2 separate regions of the Mus musculus genome follow, and region 1 is linked to region 2. The links are chromatin contacts, called in public Hi-C maps. All regions are on one chromosome and are shown on one strand. Each heading gives the region's core, a stretch centred on a gene start, on an enhancer-like site or on the middle of the called end of the contact. The rest is flanking DNA. Distances are from core to core; before and after follow the strand shown. Region 1 overlaps Ica1 (islet cell autoantigen 1). Region 2 overlaps Umad1 (UMAP1-MVP12 associated (UMA) domain containing 1).

What was found. A called contact is a pair of places that touch in the nucleus more often than the background predicts.
Region 1: a Hi-C map of the G1E-ER4 cell line shows a contact between it and region 2, with 6 times the contacts expected there. The contact joins two enhancer-like sites. A contact is called at or near these places in 4 of 484 Hi-C or Micro-C datasets (the G1E-ER4 cell line and cerebral cortex) and 2 of 9 other capture datasets (adipose tissue and liver).

What each region holds. Positions count from the first base shown.
Region 1 is chr6:8,630,249-8,635,019 of GRCm38.p6, forward strand. Ica1 (islet cell autoantigen 1) reads right to left here. Exons shown (of 14, transcript NM_010492.3): 14 at 279-549. The coding sequence ends at 428. Among named protein-coding and RNA genes, the nearest start is that of Gm35621, 9.3 kb to the left of the region's middle. Within about 2 kb of position 1,978, at least 36 of the 459 cell types and tissues checked have an H3K27ac peak or open chromatin away from gene starts, as enhancers often do. A contact at or near this core is called in the G1E-ER4 cell line, where this site is marked.
Region 2 is chr6:8,422,131-8,426,349 of GRCm38.p6, forward strand. All of the region lies in intron 3 of Umad1 (UMAP1-MVP12 associated (UMA) domain containing 1), which reads left to right. Among named protein-coding and RNA genes, the nearest start is that of Gm26075, 77 kb to the right of the region's middle. Within about 2 kb of position 1,766, at least 49 of the 459 cell types and tissues checked have an H3K27ac peak or open chromatin away from gene starts, as enhancers often do. A contact at or near this core is called in the G1E-ER4 cell line, where this site is marked.

The DNA.
Region 1 (4,771 bases), core at 728-3,227, 210 kb after region 2:
GTCTTCGGTTGTCTGGATCTTCATCCAGAGCTCAGTGGACAGTGGCATGGCAGAAGGGCTCTTCCTGACACCTCTTCTGAGAGGGATGGGGACGTGAGAAAGCACTTTGAGCCTCCTGGTGCCCCTGAGGACGTGTGTAAGTCCACATGCAGGTGTGTGATTTAGCCTTGGATTTTGGGTGTCAGCAAGAGTAAGCAGTGGCCTGCCAGCGGCCCCTGTGTACTCCTCTACTGTTCAATGCACACGGACTACATACAAACCAAACAGGAGTGAATAACTATAGCGATAGAAACAGGGCCTTGACCCTCTCATTTTATTAAAATGGCATGTAAATATTAAAACAGCACACTGAGCATATTAGACTTCTGCAAGCCCTGGATGAGGTGCCGCGGAGTGGCCCGAGGGCTCCCTGTTGAAGGTTGCAGACTCATGCATTGAGCAATTCGTGTTCTTTATCAGTTTTCCCAACAGCATCAGGGTTTGATAAGGGGTCGAGGTCAGCAAAGAGGCTGAACCAGGCAGTCAGGTCCGAGGCAGCCTTGGCAGGCTCTGGGGAAAGAAGAAGAAACATGAACAAACCCACCTTCTCAATGAGCACCTCAGGAGGGACAAATCCCATGATCCTTGGGGAATTTCATGTCCCCTGAAGGGCTGGCTAACACAAACCTTGGCCTGAGACTCAGTTAACTAATTTCCATCTTCAGGGCACCTCCAGCAATGGCTACAGCTCACAGAGGTACTCAAAACGGCACATGCTGTCTGTCTCCCTCAACCGAGAAGCAGCTTGGCTATTTCAGAAATCAGACTGAAGCAAGGTGCCTTCTGGTGTCTGCCGGAGGGTTCCCTTTAAGTCCCACGGGCCAGGAGCCATCTGCGGTTTCTCCTTTCACCCTTCAAAGACGCAGGCCCACAGGAGGTCATACCCAGGCCCAGTCTCTCTACCATTACAATCACTGCCTTTCCTAGCTCTTCCTGTCAAAGGCTAGGTCCTTCCTTTCCCTTTCCCTTTCCCCTTCCCTTCTCCCTTCCCTTCCCTTCCCTTCATGGGCTTGAAATCCCCCCCGTTCAGCCTCACTGGAGCTCTTCCCTCTACTTCTGTTCCCCCCACCCTAACTCCCCCCAAACCATGATTAGACAGCCAAAGTGTCTTCCAGATGAGAAGAGAATTTTCAAAGGAGCGCCTCATGCCAGTGATTTATAAATGAGCTGGGACTCTTTCCTATAAATCATTCCACGTGAGCATCCACTTCACTGGCTGATAATCCATGCCTCTCCTCCTTCCCAACAGGTGGCGACGTCAGAAGCTGGGATAAATGTCTCTCTATTAGGGTACCTCCTAGCAGGGAGCAGCTAGGAATGTGTTCGCCATGTGGCTGAAAAGTCTCAAAACTGGCAGGAGCGAAGACACAGAATGGGATGGGAGTTACTTAAATCGTCTTTGATCCTTGCTCTAAATGACACTGAACTCTTAAGATAGTGAACGAAGCACTTCATGCTTTCAGTTCATCTCCCTATTTCTCAGCATAATACCCAATGGGTGCATTACTTTGTAATGACAGAGTCTATGCATGTATTATGTCATAATATATGAGATACAACTCGTACACATAGGAACAGCTAGTAATGGCAAGACTAAGTAATCTAAACCCAACAGTTCTCCAAAGAGTAATCCTAATAGGTTATTACTATAGGTAACCTTGATTGAATTCTACGTGGGTTGCCCTTATAACCCCTAGCTTATAGCGATTTGACATACTGAGACAAGAGAGAACCTCAAGCCATCATGATGGAGGTCATATGAGGATACTAGATGGGACAAGACTGATAGAGACAGATTAGTTTATCTCAGTTCTTGATAGAGTGTGTAATGAGATCTTAAAGAAATCCCCAGTGAAAATATGTCACACACTTACTTCCCCTTCCTCCTAACCTCTTGCAGAGGTCTGAGAGGGTCCCCAGGGAGTAATCACAGACTTGCAGTTAAGAGCTAAGCCAGCCGACTGCTCTTTGAGGAGACCGACCCTCAGATCCTCCAGGTCTCCACTAGGACTAAAACCAGGTGCAAATTATTTGCACAGCACTTAAAAGAGCATCATAGGAACACTTTCTGATGATAATGAGACAGACGTTTCCTCTAATGTCCTGTGGTCAAAAGGAGAGGGGGTGATAAGCAAAGCAACAGAGATAAAGCTGGGACTACACATGAGATCTCCTGCCCAGCAGATGCACTTCAGGGGCCTGCTCCAGATCAGAACAGATCTCCCGAGCTTAAAAGGACCTCATTTGACACCTAAGCCCAGCCTAATATTCAAGACCAAAGGACATTAGATCTAACAAGAACTGTCACCCCACCCTCACCAGCTGGGCACATATATGTATGGTTTCTGCCCATGGTAGCCTCCAACAGAGGATGGTGTGACAAGACCTTTCTCCTATCTTCCCCAGACTGGGAAAAAACTAGCAGAAGAGAAGCATCGGATCATATCTAACTGAAATACATGGCCAACTAAGGAAGACAGTGGATTTTGAAAAGCAACCAAGAAGCTGCTGTATCAAAGCACTGTTTTTCCTTTCATGTTTTATACCCATTTTCTTGTGGAACATGGTGACTTCATGACCACACCCAAAACCATCAGGAAATCAAGATCTATGGTTTCCTGTCTCAAAAGGGGAAGGGTTAAAACTGAATACCAATAACACAGTAATAAAACTAGTAACCATACATCTCTTCCGAGAGGGTCATACGCATCTCTTTCCTGTATGCTGGGAAGTCGAAATAAATAACAGTCCATCCCAAAAGATGAAAGTGAAGAGCCTGTGTTAATGTTAGCTTTATGCCATACCTTACAATGTCACTTGACTTGAGTAACCCAGCATTCTGTCATAACCCTGTAGCCTGCCTGAAGAGCATGACTAGAGGCCTTTAGCCCTCTTGTTTTATGGAAGCAAGCTCCTCCATTTCTTAAAACATTTACTGTTTGTCCTGGAAATTTTGGCATGGCTCATCCTTAATTTACCATATACATCTTTAAACCTCTGCTTTAGTTCTTTTTGTATGAAGTTCTGTCTTCTGAAAAAAGGTATGCAAGTTTTTCTTCAGAGCGATGAGCAGGTAGCTGTTTGCTGATTAAGCCCATTGCTGGGCCTCATGTTAAAATGTTGACCACCAACAGGGCATCCCAATGGGATCCTTATGCCTAAAACTCTATCCTTTTACTGTGATGTTCTTGATTTGTGTTTTGTATGTTTTTGTAAAGAATAATTTAGTCTCCAGTAATGCCCTCAAGAGAGACCATGTTTGCACTGCAGAGTTCAGATGGGTCTGGGAATAGTTTCTTAAGGAAGAATGTCATACTGTGTATGCTACAAAAATTAAACACCTTTTGTTTAGCCTGCTACTATAACGTCATCCACACTTTCTAGTGGACTCAATTATAGAATTATGCTGTTTTTAACTGTTTGCATTTTTGCTACATTTAGGTGTCATGAACCCTTGAAGCCATGGGTGATGTATTAGTTCATTCTTGTATCATTCAGGACACTGACTAGCATACAGTGGAGGTTCATACATATGACTTTTCAATTAAGACAAACTATTAAAACTCCCCTTTAGATGGCAAGAAGCACACTCTTGGTACATCATCTTCAATGGCAACACTGTACTTGGCAGCCCATATGGTTCCTAACATTCACTGAACAGTACACAAACTTAATAATGAAGACTAAGAAGTAATGAAACAGATGACCTGTGACCTATTTCCTCGGTATAAACCAATGGAAAACAGAAGGGATTTTAAATGGCATTGCTACTCACTGAAATGTCGCTTAAACATACACAGGGCAATTCATAAGCAACCGGAAGCTCCAGACGTCAAGGAGCCTTCTGAGATGCTGGAATTCAAACTTCACTGTATGCATTTATGAGAAATCCTTGACCTGTTCGCTTACAGCGAGTGAATTTTATGGCATGTAAACTACACTTCAATAAAACAATTTTAAATGACCAGTAGTTGGTGTGGTCCAGGAATAACAAAACCTCCTGAGTTCCTAGAAAATTGGCTCTTAACCATTTTCCTCTTAGACCCAAATCACATAAAAGCAGTAAATGTGGAAAGTCAAGGCTGTGGTGCAAATGTGTGCCCAACAGTGCCAGTCAGAGGAAAAGCTGAAAGGAGTCCTTCCTTGTCCCCCCGTACCTGTCCACCAGCACTGTGCCTCCTTCCCTCCAACCCTGCAGCCTGCCTCCTGAAACACATCACCTGTAAACTCGTTAGAGATGCTGACTGAGGAAAATGGAATTCTTGAGACCAGTGTTAGTTCAGGGGACAGTGCCTTGGATTGCCTATTGGCTTTCTTAGGTTGACTGGGCTGGAGTGAGGAAAGGGATACTTTCAAAAGCAAAGGGCCTACTTCAGGACATCACCTTCCTAGGCAGCCATGAGAAACTGTGCAGCTTTAGGCTCTTGGGTCTCATGCTTTAGGCTCTTGCTCCCTGACTGAGTTCGTGGAGATGCTACTTCTAGAGAGAGCCTGAATCAACTCAGGGGGAATCTTTTTTTTTTTCCATTTTTTATTAGGTATTTAACTCATTTACATTTCCAATGCTATACCAAAAGTCCCCCATATCCACCCACCCCCACTCCCCTGCCCACCCACTCCCCCTTTTTGGCCCTGGTATTCCCCTGTACTGGGGCATATAAAGTTTGCAAGTCCAATGGGCCTCTCTTTCCAGTGATGGCCGACTAGGCCATCTTTTGATATATATGCAGCT
Region 2 (4,219 bases), core at 516-3,015:
TTGGCTATTAACCAAAAGGCTAATTGATTCTTTTCTTCTGCCCCATTGTAGTTAACATACTAATTCTTCCCAGTAAAGATCCATTTCATTATGCAAATGCAAAAAAAAAAAAAATCACAAGACTCGCGTCTGAGTGAGGGTTGCTTTCTGTAGAGACCCAATGCACCTGTTCCTGCCCTCAGCCCCCACCTCCACCTCTACGAGCTGCCAAGCTAGCGATTCAGGGGTGTGGTTTAGCTGGTCTGGGGCCCTTGAATTTTGACTCAGATTTTCTTTGCGACTTGCTCTTGTTTTGCCGTATAATTTCTCTCCTTCTAGCTCTCAGCATGCCAGCAGCAGCTGCATCATGGCACTCACCCTGCTGCCAAGAGGGCAGGCAGCCTCCTTGGAGACTGTAACATTGCGCTAAGCCAACTGTTAAGAGATGGAAGCTGGAGTCCTACATCCAGCACAGCTGAAATTTAGATCATTCTAGGAGGCATTTGGTAGATTGCTGTTAGTGGTATTTTCTTAACTAAATAAAACTTTCAAAAACTTTGATTTAGGAAAATTTCAGACTTGCACAGAGGCAAAAGGAATTCTGTGGCGCAGAATTCCCACATGCCTTCCTATCTGCCTCAGCCGTCACCATCCTGGGGATCTTTCACTGTCCGTGGGTTTTCCCATGGCTTATCCAGACTGCTAGTAGACTTGTTCCCATGGGGTGAATTTATCTACAGTTACAGTTGCTTTTCCATCTCTTTTCAATCTCTGCAGGATGTTTCTCCATCCTTTCTTCCAAACCATAAAAGAAACTAGAATCTTTTTCCTTCTACATTAAGCATGCTATTTAGTGATCACTGTCTTTTGCAGTATCATCTCAAACTGTCACAGCTCAATTGATCTGGTGTCTTAGCAAAGCACAGGCAAAGTAGGTTCATAGGGCAGAGCATTAAGAAACCATTGCTTTGTTTCTCCATTTCGTTGCTGACAATCTGTTTGTACTGAGATGTGTGAGTTAAATGTCCTGTCTCATTGTCCTCTTACCTTTCACATAGCACACACCCTGCAGACCTTGTACGTGATCTCATTGAGTGTATGTACACTTTTAGAGCAGCTTAGGTAGAGCCTAGCACCCAGGATGTGTTCAGCACATGATAGCCACCATTGCCAACCATTTTGTCTCTTATTGCTCATTATACAGACTGGAGGGCTGAGGCCCAGAAGGCTGCCTTATCAGAACTTGAACAAAATGCCATGTAGCCCAAGTCCTTTATGGTACTAGATATGGTTTGGTATGTCCTTGCCCTCTAGAAAACTGTTTTTGCCGGATAAGAATGATTTTTAAAAAGAAATGCAAGATAAATGTATAAATGGGAATAAATTCTGCTGCTGGAGAGTTAAGTTTCAGAGTGGAACATGTCAATGGGTAATATACCACCTCCTTAGTGGGAAAGTTGGCAGTTCAATACTGAACAAGTGTTCTGTGCACAAGCACAAGAGAGCTTTGCCAGCTATGGTGGCTTATGTCTTGAATCCCAGGACTTAGGAGGCAGAGGCAGGTGAATCTCTGTGAGTTAGAGGATAGCCTGATCTACATAGTAGTAAGTTGCGGGACAGCCAAGGCTATGGAGAGAAACCCTGTCTCAAAACAAAAGGGAACGAAGGAAAGAAAATAAGAAGGAAGGGAGGGAAGGAGGAAATAAGGGAAGAAGGAAGGTAGGTAGGTTAGAGTATAAGATGAGCTAGCCTAGGAACTAGGATTTGGTACTGAGATTGAGAAACAAAGAAACATAAACCAGAAAAGGAAAGTGCCAACATTTGATCTGACAACACAGCTAAAGAAACAGAGAAGTTACACAGCCTATTTGCTTATTGTTCTAGGTGGGTTTTTGTTTTGTTTTTACCACAACAGTATAATCTAGACCCTGTGCTCATGATCCCTCTACCATCTTGATTTCAGTAACCTAAGCCCTAGCACACATGTAATCTTCAGGAGTTTATGGTGCACACAGATGCTAGTTCCTTTTCAATTTTTTCCACACAAGCCAGCACATAGTGAGGGCCTTTACATGTCTGGAATAGCTGTCATTCTTAACTGCTTCCTGTCTCGTTGGCTGACTTAGCATTGTGAATATAAGTTAGAGTGGAGGCGTTCAGGGACTGTGTCCCATATACCTTTGCCTTTATAGTAAGCTTTCTCATAGCAGGAGGTGCTATTACTGGTTTTCATTGCAAACCTTAGAAAGTTCTTTGGTGTTGTGTACCCATTGTATAAAATGGTTATTAGGATTAAATAAAGTTATGTTTATGGGGTCAGGTTTATGGGTAAGCAGTACTGGGCATACAGAAAGTAATGGTTTAAAGTTAAAATTGTCATGAAATTATAAGACAACTATTGATAGCCATGCCTTGGGAGCTTTGCTGATTCCAAGTCGTTCCCTAGACTCGTGTTCCTTAAGGGCCCTTATCTAGACTGCTGTGGAAGAAGCATTTCCTTCTCTATTGACCTTCCACGAGGTTTTTTTTTTTTTTTCCTTGTCTTTCCTTCTCGTTATCTTTAACTGTGTCTCCCAATTTAAAATGAAAACACAAGTAAAAAGGAGTATCTCTTGGCATCAAATACCTTTCCAACATCACCTCACGTGACCCGTTCACTGCATGTTCTCGCTGACTTTGCCCAGCAGAGCTCACTGGCTGCAGACTAAAACCCTATGGAAAGCTCTGTGTGATGTCTGTCAGGTGTCTCATGCCTCCACCACCAACTTTCAGTGGTGCTGCCCAGACCTGCTCCCAGCACTCTTGTAGCCCATATCTGGGTGGCTCCATCTTCTCACTGTTAGACCAAGAACTTTGGATTGATTCTTGACTACACTCTTGTCCCTATACCAGCTTCGTTTTATTCATAAATCTGGTTGAATTTACACCCAAACTCTTTCCAAAATTCAATCATTTAATCTCACTTTGCTGTTACAACCTTAGTCAAACATGACAGACTCTCAGTTCCAGGCTGTCTTCTTGCTTATGTTACAGGCTACCCTTCCTCCTACCCAATGTCCACTGTCAAATAGCAGCCAGAAGACTTCTAAGATATCTATTAGTATACATCTTCTACACTAATATGTTCCTCAACACGTTTTCATCCAACATGCAACAGTATAGATGCATCAAATACACATAAGACTGACTTAAAGAAGCCAAAGCTTCCATCCTGGGTGGTGCATTCATTGAAAATTAAAACATGGATCAAACCACTCCATACTATTAGAAGTCAGGATGGTGTCTGAGGGAAGAGAAGATTGCAACTGGAAAAGAATTCTACGTGTTCTGTACCTTTTATAGGGCTAGCTACCTTATGGATTCCGTTTGTAGGAATTTAGCAATTGCTACAGTGACAATGAATGTACCCTCTCCTGTAGGTACTGTATACTTTAATAAAAGGTCTAACAGAAATGCTGTTTCTCTTCTTTAAAGTTTTTCTTCTTAGACAAGGAATCTGTCAGCCTTTGTCACCATTAGAATCTAAGCTCTGTCTCTGCTTTCATTCATGCAGTGAGCATTTTTGAGCACTCGGTCCTGATTAGGGCATTGGGGAGATCGATGAGCACAAGAGATAAAACCTGCTTCTGAGAGATGATAATTAGAATGAGTCACAAGCATATGGCAAGACACTAAGGGCTAGAGACAAACAGAAGTGGGAGACAGGGAGGCCGAACAGAGGTGAGAGGGTAGCATACAGTGTAAATAAGAGGAGAAGCTTTTCTCAGAAGGTGACAGATGGGCCAAGACCCATAGGGAAGACAGGCTAGTAGCTCAATGTAGATCTGATAGAAAAGCCTCCTGGGCAGAAAGAACAGAAGCAATGAGCCCTGGGAAAAAATAGCCTGGGAGTGAGTAACAAGAGCCAGGTCACAGTAGAATTGGAGAAGTTTTGGCCAGGGTAGTCTAGCGGGGGATAACTGGTCAAGGCCTGTTCAAGAGGAGCCTGAATAGGTCTCTGTGAAGATAAGAGGCATTCTGCATGAGGTTGAAGGCTAAAAAAAGACTTTGTTCTCCGAGATTATATACATTACATTTCAGCGGCTTATAGAAGCAAGCCATTCACTTTATTGCTATCCAGACACTTATTTCCTGCCACTCTACCATTAGTGGGTATTTAGATCGACAGAGGGTTCTCTGAACATCCTAGTCAGTGCTTGCCTTTTGCTAAACTGGTGTAGCCAAGATATGCTAATTTAAA